Linked DNA regions of Mus musculus: region 1 is linked to region 2. The links are chromatin contacts, called in public ChIA-PET maps. All regions are on one chromosome and are shown on one strand. Each heading gives the region's core, a stretch centred on a gene start, on an enhancer-like site or on the middle of the called end of the contact. The rest is flanking DNA. Distances are from core to core; before and after follow the strand shown.

Region 1 (5,290 bases), core at 1,097-3,596, 140 kb after region 2:
CATTACCGGTGGTTGTGAGCCACCATGTGGTTGCTGGGATTTGAACTCAGGACCTTTGGAAGGGCAGTCAGTGCTCTTACCTGCTGAGCCATCTTGTTAGCCCCGATCAATAAGGTTTATATCGACATTTTAGACCTAATTAAAACAATTTTTAAAAATAGCCACTGTTTGTGTACTCAAGTCCTCAACACAGTATGAGTTATATATGAAATGAATCTCTGGTCTTTCATATGGATATTTAAAAATTAAAGCAAATTCACTGGAGCTGGAGATGTTGCTTAGTGGTAGAACACCTGCCTAGAACACACATAGCCTTGTGTCTAATCCTCTCAAAACACAACTAAAGTAAAAACTTAAGGGTTCTTTGGAAAGTCAGCTGGGTGGTGCTTTGCTGGAACAAACATGTGAAGGAATGTTTAGCTGAAGCAGACACAGGAGAGGGGATGTTTTACATAAACAAACACATGAAAAGACACACGATAAAAGATTATTTACTAACAATACACATACATTGGTCTGCCTTATATTATATAGTTGAGCTACATTTGTCGGAATGCCATAGAGAGAAAGGTACCAAAAAACTTTTAGTGGTGTACTATAGTTTGTGAGCTGATTGGGTGTGTGTGCTGAGGCAAGAGCTGTGCTCTAGGTGAGACACATGGAGGACACGTGATGTTTGGAGGGCATAAACAGGACTCCAGAGACAGAGCCTGACTTGCTGATGCAGCTAGCTATACAGAACAACCTCTCCCCAAACCTCAAATCCACATCTTTTATGGAGCCACAGTTCCAAACACATCTCCTTAAAAAAAGATGGAGGCATTTGGCTGCCTTGCATGCCTCCTCACCAGTGACATAGCTGTGCTTAAACACACTGCAGTTCATAGTCTATTATACCATTTTCCTTTATTTTAATTTTTTTTTTTTTTTTTTTTGGTTTTTCAAGACAAGGTTTCTCTGTGTAATCCAGGCTGGCCTCACACTCAGAGAATGCCTCTGCCTCCCAAGTTCAGGGATTAAAACCCAGTATGCTATTTTTATTTATTTATTTTGGTCTTTTTGAGACAGGGTTTCTCTGTATAGCCCTGGCTGTCCTGGAACTCACCTTGTAGACCAGGCTGGCCTCGAACTCAGAAAACTGCCTGCCTCTGCCTCCTGAGTGCAGGGATTAAAGGTGTGTGCCACTATGCCCGGGTTTTTATTTTAAATTACAATTAGCTTATACTAATTTTTCCAATTGGGAGCTAATTTACATATTGCAAAACTGTCTTTTAGTGTATACAATTCACTGTGCTTTGGTAAAGGACAAAGCCGTGTAGTTATCACCAGTGGCTGCTCATAGGCATTTTCATCATCTGAAAACAGACTTTGTACCCATTATGTCATTTCCTATTCTTCCCTCCTTCAGTCCTTGACAACTGGATTTTTGTATGGATTTGCTTAATTTAGCAGTAAATAAGATTGTCCAGTTGTCTTTCATGTCTGGCTTCATTCGTTTCACGCATTTTTTTTCTTTTTTTCTTTTTAATTATGTAGGCCTGTCTGTGCACATGAGTACATTGCTGGTGGAAGCTTTCAATTTCTGAGGTTGGAGTTACAGGAGGTTGTAAGTCGCCTAAAGCGAGTGCTGGAAACTGAACTTTGGTCCGCTACAGGAATAGTATACATTCTTAACCATTGAATCTGTCCAGCCCTCATTTAGCACATTTTAAAGGTTCACCTATATTATAGTATCATGCTACACGCTTATTATAGCTGAATATAAGTAAGGGTTTTTTTTTGGGTAATTATGTAGATAAGTATTTACTAATGCGATTCCACTTTAAGAATGAAAATAAGGCTTTGAAAAATAGTGGTTATAGAAATGGAGACCAGACTACTGATAATGGCTAGAAAGACAACGTACGGGTATACACAAAGGAATTAATGCAAGCAAAGAGATCATGTCCTCATGAAGTAGCTACATTTGGGGGGCGTGGGGAAAAGATTATAGAGCTTAGAACTGAGTAGTAGGCACTGCTCATTTAATTGCAAGCTGTAGAATGAGATACAGCCATCGAAGAATTAAGGTGGCATTCTTACGGAGTTACAGTTAGGTATCTCCAGCCAGCGATCGTTCCTTTGAGTGCGCATTTGCACATCGGAGTGAAGAAGGAAACAACAAAAACACAGTGACTCTAAAGGAAACTGAGTGGATTTGGCTGTGGTGGAAGTAGTGGATGTGTGTGGCAGAGCAAACGAGAGAACTGTTTATATCGACTAGTGGAGGAACCCGGCATCGCGTTCCGTGGCTGCCTTTGCCAGCTTTTATGGCCCTTCTCGGCCCCCGTAGCGGACCGGAGCTCAGCCGCTGGGCGGCAGGCCCTCCTTAGCCATGGCGGGCGATCTGGAGGGTGGCAAGTCCCTGAGCGGGCTGCTGAGCGGCCTAGCGCAGAACGCCTTTCACGGACACTCGGGTGTCACGGAGGAGCTGCTGCACAGCCAACTCTATCCGGAAGTGCCACCGGAGGAGTTCCGCCCCTTCCTGGCGAAGATGAGAGGACTTCTCAAGGTACGGTGGTTCCGCCGAGCAGCCCTGCCCTCCTCGCAGCCTCAGGCCCGCCCCCAGCCTCGGGTGCTGCTGTCTTTGGGCGCTCAGCGACCCTCCTGAGCCGTGGAGGTCGCTCTGTTGCGCCCTTGTTTTAGGGACACATAACGGTGAAAACATTGATTTTTTTTTCTCTCCCTCAAGACTTTCTGTGTCTGTAGTATAGATAAGTTTCGAGTTTTTTTCGCCTCGGACTTTGATGTTGCACCGGGCGTTGTAGTGCACTCCTTTAATCTGTGCACTTGGAGAGGCAGAGGCTGGCAGAGAGTTGTGTGAGTTCGAGGCCAGCCTGTTGCACAGAGTTCCAGGGCAGTCAGGGCAATGTGGTGAGACCCTTGTTTAAAGAGAGCGAGAGCGTGCTTGCCAGCTTTCCTGGGTTGTGGAAGTTGGGGAGCGTTAGCATGAGGTGGTTGGTGAGATAAAGGATTGATTAACTGGAGTAAACACCATTAAAGCAGTCGACTCTATGATTTCCAAATGGAACGAAGTATACATCAGACTGTCTCATGAAAACTATTAGAGGGCAACATAACAGGTGAAATTAACTAAAAAGATTTATTTTTATTTTATGTGTATGGGTGCGGTGCCTGCATGTGCACTGGTGGTTGGAACGGTTATAGGCCACCACATGGGTGCTGGAAACCCGGGTCTTCCTCAAGAGCATTATTAGGGCTCTTCTAAGCAGTCTCTCCAGTCCCCCATTCCACCTGGGGTTTGAGATAGGATCTCTTGTAGCCCAGACTAGCCTTGAACTCACGTGTAGTTGATCCACCTTCCACTTCCCAAGTGTTAGAATTTCAAGCAGCTACCACCATCTCCTGCTGTGACCTCTGTGTGTGTGGGTGGCATGGGGTGGGGTACCTTGCACTATCTCACTCTGTGTGGGGGGTGGCGTGTGGGGGGATACCTTGCACTATCACTCTCTACCTATCTTTCCAGACAGAGTCTCTCTCTCACTGTACCTGGAATCCAGTCTCACTGACTGGCTAGAGCAGCCAAGAACTCAAGAGATCTGCTTGTATTTGCTCTCCCAGAGCTTGGGTTACAGAAATAGGGGACCATGCCCAGCCTTTTCATGGGTGCTGGAGAATCAGAACCAGGCCCTAATTGAGCTATCTGCCCAGCTGGCAGCTGGTTCCTGTGACTTTTTTTTTTTTTTCCCCTTGGGTAAGCTGTTATAACTAAAGTGTATTCAAGGTATCTATCATTTATGTAATTACTATTCAATGTATTGTTTTCACAAAGTCTTTATTTTCTGTGTATTGAAGTTTTGCCTGCATGTGTATCTCTGAATGTGTTGGAACTTCTGATGCTGGCGTTACAGACAGTGGTGATCTGTCATGGGGATGCTGGGAATTGAATCTGAATTCTCTGAAAGAATGGCCAGTACACTTAACTGCTGAGCCATCTCTCCAGCTCCTTCACAAAGTCTTTAAAATATGATGTGCATTTTACATTTAAAACATTTTAGTTGCAACTAGCCACATTCGAAATGGTTAAAGTGGCCATATGTGGCTAATGACCACTGTATTAATTCTGATTACAAGCCATGTGGCAGCTTACTCTAGTCTGTCACTCCAGTTCTAGATCTAGCACCTTCTGGTCTTCATGGCCTCAGCTACTCATACAGTGCACTTATATATATGCAGGCAGGCCACTCATACACATAAAATAAAAATCAATACACCTTTAAAAGGTGAAGTGGATGGTGAGGGAGGCAACTCCCTAGGAAAACGCTTGCCGTGAGAGTAGGAAGCCCTGAGTTGGATCCCGGTTCTCAGATAAATGACAGGCATGTTTGGAACCCGGCATTTGTGAGGTGGAAAAAGGCAGATGTTTAGACTTCACTGGCCAGTCGGCCAGCCTAGCCAATTAGTGAGCTCTGGGTTCCGTGAGACCTTGTGCTAGAATTTAAAAATAGGGTTGCGGGCCAGCGAGAGCTTAGCAGGTGAAGCCACTTGCTGTTAAGCTTGACAATCGAAGTCCCTGGAACCCACATGGGAGAAAGAGAGAATTAACTGTGGCAACTTATCCCCTGGCCTACACAATCACTTTTTTTTTTTTTTTTTAAAGAAAAAGCTGGAGAGTGGTAAAGCAGGATGCCTGAATTCAACTTCTTGCCCCCACAGCACATGTACCCATTTACATGTAAGTGGGAGTACCACTGAGGACGCTTGCTGTTGATCTCTTACATCCAAGCGCACACAGATGAGGCGGCAAATTTAATGTGTCTACTTTTTTGTTGGTTTTCAAGACAGTGTTTCACTGTGTAGTTTCAACTGTCTAAACAGCCTAAAACCACACTATTTAAAGTTCCTGTTAAATTTTAACTTGCTACTAAAAATCCTTATTCTTTTATTTATTACATTTATTTTATCATGTTCTCAAGACAGGTCTGTATGTAGCCCTGGCTATCCTGGAGCTTACACTATAGATCAGGCTGGCCTTGAAGATCCACCTGCCTGTGGCTCCCAATGCTGAGATCAAAGGCAACACCACTACCTAATTTTTCTTACAATATTTGAATACGAGAAAAAAAATGCAATTACTTCACAGAAATTGACTGGAATTGCCTCATGCAATGGGAGGAGTCACTTGTGGTAAAGTAGTGTCAGGGTAGCCAGATGTGCCAACACCCTGGAGGGCAGACAGGGCATCTTGAATTGTATGTATTTATGTGTGCCTGTGCATGTGAATGCAGGT
Region 2 (5,477 bases), core at 2,514-5,013:
AATAGTATCTAGAATGCTCAAAACTCAACAACACAAAAGCAGGCCCAATCAGAATATGAATAAAAGACAAACCAAAAGGACACACACGCAAAGCAAATATTAAAAAGACGTCAGCCTTACCATAACTAGAAAAATGTAAATTAAAACTACAGAGAGTGAGGGGGAGCATGGCTCAGCTAGTGAAGGCCCCTGTTGCCAACAAGCCTGATGACCCTCTAAGTTTGATCCACAGGCTTAAGTGGTGGAAGGAGAGAACCCGTTCCGTCAAGCTGAGCTCTGACCTCCACATGTGTGCTGCTGTACAACTGCATGTGCACGCATACAAACAAACATGCAATGATGATGATGACAAATAAATGTTTTTAAACTATAGTGAGATATTTCTATATATCAGAACGGCTAAAATAAAAGCTAGCAACACGACCAAATGCTGATAGACAAATCACATATGGTGGCACGCAAAGTAGATTATTCACTCTGAAAAATAGCTTGGCAAGCTCTTAAAAACTACACAGGCAACTACTGTAGACTGAATTAGTGATTTTAAAAAAGGAACTTCCCTCTTAGAAAACAGTAGGCCAGATGGTTTCACCACTGAATTCTACTGACATTTAAAGAAGGATTAATACCAAGTTTCACAAATACCTCAGGAAATACTTCCCAACTCATTTTTGAGGCCAGTATTACCTGATCTGAAAATCAGACACAGATATCAGTAGTTTCAAACAGCCAAACACATCTTCAAAGAGAAAAGTGCTAACACCTGCTTCCTTGTTTGGACAAACTTTTAAATAAAATTTAATTTGAGGGCTGGAGAGATGGCTCAGTGGTTAAGAGCACTGACTGCTCTTCCAGAGGTCCTGAGTTCAATTCCCAGCAACCACATGGTGGCTTACAACCATCTGTAATGGCATCCGATGCTACCTTCTGATGTGTCTGAAGACAGCAACAGTATATCCACATACATAAAATAAATAAATAAATCTTTTTTTAAAAATTAACTTAAAAAAAAACCACCATGTAAGTTTTGCTGACTAGCTTGTCACCACACTGGTTACTATAATATTTAATATAGAATGTTACACATAGACTATGTGACTTTAGTACCTTATAGTCCCCTAAGCACTGGGATTATAGGAATGTGCCACCACTTCTTTCCTTCCTTCTTTCTTTCTTTCTTTCTTTCTTTCTTTCTCTCTTTCTTTTTTAAAGGGTTATTTATTTATTTTATGCATGAGTACACCAAAACTGCTCTCTTCAGACATACCAGACGAGGGCACCAGATCCTATTACAGATGGTTGTGAGCCATCAGGCGGTTGCTGGGAATTGAACTCAGGACCTCTGAAAAAGTAGCCAGTGCTCTTAACCGCTGAGCCATCTCTCCAGCCCTTGTTGTTCCTTTTATGGGTTTTCTGTTTGGTTCTTAGACAGTACTGCTACATGGGCCAGGTTGGCCCAAACAAACGTCATTCCCACACGAGCCTGGTACTGGCATAACAAAGTTGCACCTACACTCTGGCTCCTTGATGAGATTAATCATAAACTTTCTATACAGCTTTTAAATTTAAATTTATTTTGTGTGTATGCATGTTATGTGCATAAGTGGTAACTTAGGAACCATATTATCTTGGCCAAGTCACCTAACATTCTCCAAAGCACAGTTTTTCTCTCTGTACAATGAAGGCAAAGGAGATTTCAGAGTTGTGATGGTTCTAATAATGACTGGCATGTATCCAGCCTACACTTTTTAAAATCTACCCTTTATTACCAAGAACTATAAAAATAAAGGGCCTATTTCTAATTTTACATTGCAGTCTCTCAAATAGATGTCTACGTATTTACTCATCATTTCAAGCCCTCAGTTGTGGTACCAGAGGTAGAGGGAAGACTGGAGAAACATTGAAGTCATTATCTAGTTAACCTGCCACTCAGAATTTTCACTCTGTCTTTTTCAGCATGATGCATAACCTTCACTCTAACCAGCTACTGTGAAAGGATGAAGCTTCACTGTTCTGTCTAGTTAGAAAATCTCAGCTATTAAAAAAGATGAATTCATGAAATTCTTAGACAAATGGATGGAACTAGAAAATATCCTGAGTGAGGTGACCCAATCACAAAAGAACACACATGGTATGTACTCACTGATAAGTGGATATTAGCCCCAAAGTTCTAAATAACCAAGATACAATTCACAGACTACATGAAGCTCAAGAGGAAGGAAGACCAAAGTGTGGGTGCTTCGGTCTTTCTTAGAAGGAGAACAAAATACTCACAGGAACAAATATGGAGATAAAGTGTAGAGCAGAGACTGAAGGAAAGGCCATCTAGAGACTGTCCCACCTGGGGATTCATCCCATATATATAGTTACCAAACCCAGACACTATTGTGGATGCCAAGAAGTGCATGCTGAAAGGAGCCGGATATGGCTGTCTCCTGAGAGGCCCTGCCAGAGCCTTACAAATACAGAGGCGGATGCTTACAGCCAACTATTGGCTGGGCACAGGGTCTCCAATAAAGGAGTTGAAGGGTTTTGCAACCCCATAGGAAGAACAATATCAACCAACCAGACCCCCACCCCCACCCCCAGAGCTCCCAGGGACTAAGTAATCAACCAAGAAGTACACATGGCTCCAGGTGCATATGCAGCCGAGGATAGCCTTGTCATGCGTCAATGGGAGGAGAGGTCCTTGGTCCTATGAAGGCTCCATAGATGCCCCAATGTAGGGGAATCAAGGACGGGGAGGTGGAAGTGGGTGGGTGGGTGGGTGGAGGAACACCCTCATAGAAGCAGGGGGAGGGAGGATGGGATAGGGGGTTTCCAGGAGGGGGGAAACGGGGAAAGGGGATAACATTTGAAATGTAAATAAAGAAAATATCCAATTAAAAAAAAAAAAGAAAGTTTCACAGCTTAAACACTTCTTTAGCATCTGGAAATCTTCTGTTGCAATGCTTTGGTGTTGAAGCAGGCAAAGGTTTGCTTCTTTTGTGTCTCTCAAGTCTGAGGATACTCACCTGGTTTCTCTTTGGTCTCATGGGCGCACATCAGCCAGTGAATACACTGACTAATATTAGACAAGAAAAAGCCCAAAAGACTGGCTTGAGAAAAACATGCACTAGGTGGTTTTTTTGTTTTTGTTTTTGTTTTTTTTTTTTCTCCAGTAACTTTTGGATTAGTGATGAGAACTCTGAAAACACGAACACCCTCATTTTCTTGTCAAACTGGTCTGAAGGTTACTAGGTCAGGCGTCTACTGTAATTAACAGTAGTGTAGCTTAAGGGTAGTTTGACACTAGTGCAATGAAGATGATGATTCTAACCTTTTCTATTTTGTGAAGGTAAATTAGCCTCAAAAATGGTGTAGCAGCCTGAAATGGCAGTGCATGCCTCTTGCCTCTCATTCCCAGTTTTTTGTAAGGAGTTCAAAATCAGGCTGGGATTCCTAAGGAGCCCAGCTCAAAAGCAACCCCGCCCCCATTCTTCACCTGCCGCCTTCAAAATCTAAAGAATTCAGTGGTTACATCCCTGCTATGAGCTCTTCCTCGCTCAAACATTCTGTAACTTTCACACTCTGCTTTTTGCCTGTCCTGTCACTTTCATCGAAGGCCGGCTGGGGAGGGAAACCATTCTTCCAGAACACATCCATCCCAGCAGATTCGGGGATCAGGCAGCTTCAGGACTCGCGACACCTGCCTCGGGACGCCCATGGCTGCACCAGCTTCTGAGAGCTACTCCCCTATGGAGCTAAAGGAGAGAGAGTGTGCTCTCGAGGCTCCGCCCCCCGCGGGGCGGAGCCAGTGATGGGGCAGGTCTAAAGGGAGGGGAGGGGCGAGGGAGGGGCGGGGCGGCGTGGAAAGGGTTTGGGTCCCAGCCTGCAGACTTCAGCTTCTAACCCTCCAGTCAGTTTCAGTTCATCCAGTGGCTCTCGCTTGCTTGCTAGTTCTCTGTCCTGGCTGCCACCTTGGATGAGTGACTGGCTCAGACCCTCGCGTCAGCATCCTAATCTCTAACTGGCCGCTAGTTCTCACCGGGCCAGCAACCTGCCCTGTGTGCAGACATGCGTTCTGCAAGTTTCTGCATCTAGAAACTTCCACCACTGAAGTAGTCCAAAGAAAATATGAATAGACTTGGGTCATGGTAAGTAAAGTATTGCCAAGACCCTACTGTTAAAAAGATACTTTGTGGTTAAGAAGCTAATTACCTTTAAATTTATTTTTATTTATCTTTGTTATAAAATCAGATTGATCCATAAAAGTACATACGGAATGTGACAGCTAGGCTAATCCATGAGCAACTGAACACTGAACACTGGGAAACAAACTTCTGTTTGTTATGTGACTTGCATCACTCTCAGCTCCTTACACGTGATGTTTTTCTTCAGGGCCTATATCATTTTTTCTAGTTTGTGAATCATATTAACTGAATTTTTCCACTTTAGTTAAATGTGCCTTGTGACATCTACCCCAATGCTAGGCTGGGTTAATAACCAAAGGGCGCAAGCCTTCCAAGGAAAGACAAACCTTTACAACTTAGCTAATTGCCCATGGGAAGTGTACTTCAGCTTTTGTAGCTCCAAAACATTTGGGTTAGTCTTCCTGGGAAAACAACGGCAGTTATAGACATTCCCTAGGGAAGATGGATAAATAAATGTGAGGAAAACTGTAATCAGAATGAATGGTAAGTTTTGCAATTTAATAATTACCTGATTGACAGCACAGAAGAGCAAACTATAAAAAGGTTCAGAACTTCTTTATTTAATGTTAACTTTATCAGGATTTGCCAAGCATTAAAAGATGGGTGAAAAGAGAATTTCTCTTATTCAAAAAATGAACATCATAGATATAAACATTAAAGAGATAGACCTTAAATAAATACTATTAAAGAAATAAACATTAAAGAGCCTTTAATCTCTGTTCCAAGGCAGACTGGTGTTAGTTTATCGGTATATCTATTCCTATGGGCTATGTATTCAGAACTGGCTTTTTTCTAGGGAGGAGTTATTTGGGGTTGAATTCAGGGCGTCAAGCTTTCTAAGTGACTATAACCCAGACAATTTTATAGCAGTGGGGCTCAACCTGTGGGTCACAAACCCCTGATGTTCAACTGACCTTTTCATAGGAGTTGTCTAAGATCATGGGAAAACACAGATATTTACTATTCATAACAGTGGCAAAATTACAGTTATGAAGTAGCAATGAAAATAATTTTATGATTGGGGCACTACAACGTAAGGAATGTATTAAAGGGTCACAGCATTAGGAAGGTTGAAAAGTGCCATTTTATAAAAATATAATTTCCATATTCTGGCGATGGTATAGAAAAGTGGTTGAAGGAGCTTTTGTCGCTTGGGCCAGAATGCAGAGTAGACCCCTTCTTAGCCATACCATCAGGGTAGACCCCTTCTTAGCCATACCATCAGGGTAGACCCCTTCTTAGCCATGCCATCAGGGTAGACCCCTTCTTAGCCATGTCATCAGG

The links. ChIA-PET counts read pairs in DNA pulled down with a chosen protein or histone mark.
Region 1: an RNA polymerase II ChIA-PET map of memory CD8 T cells shows a contact between it and region 2, with 8 read pairs. The contact joins the promoter of Commd1 here to the enhancer-like site in region 2. A contact is called at or near these places in 4 of 39 promoter capture datasets (embryonic stem cells, liver and maxillary cranial neural crest), 1 of 484 Hi-C or Micro-C datasets (embryonic stem cells), 6 of 115 datasets of contacts at active chromatin or transcription factors (bone marrow-derived macrophages, embryonic stem cells, large pre-B cells and 2 more) and 3 of 9 other capture datasets (adipose tissue, liver and pancreatic islet).

The regions. Positions count from the first base shown.
Region 1 is chr11:22,979,340-22,984,629 of GRCm38.p6, reverse strand. Commd1 (COMM domain containing 1) reads left to right here and starts at 2,346. Exons shown (of 3, transcript NM_144514.2): 1 at 2,346-2,551. The coding sequence starts at 2,375.
Region 2 is chr11:23,122,912-23,128,388 of GRCm38.p6, reverse strand. No RefSeq gene overlaps it. Among named protein-coding and RNA genes, the nearest start is that of Gm39610, 22 kb to the right of the region's middle. Within about 2 kb of position 3,763, at least 23 of the 459 cell types and tissues checked have an H3K27ac peak or open chromatin away from gene starts, as enhancers often do. A contact at or near this core is called in liver, memory CD8 T cells and trophoblast stem cells, where this site is marked.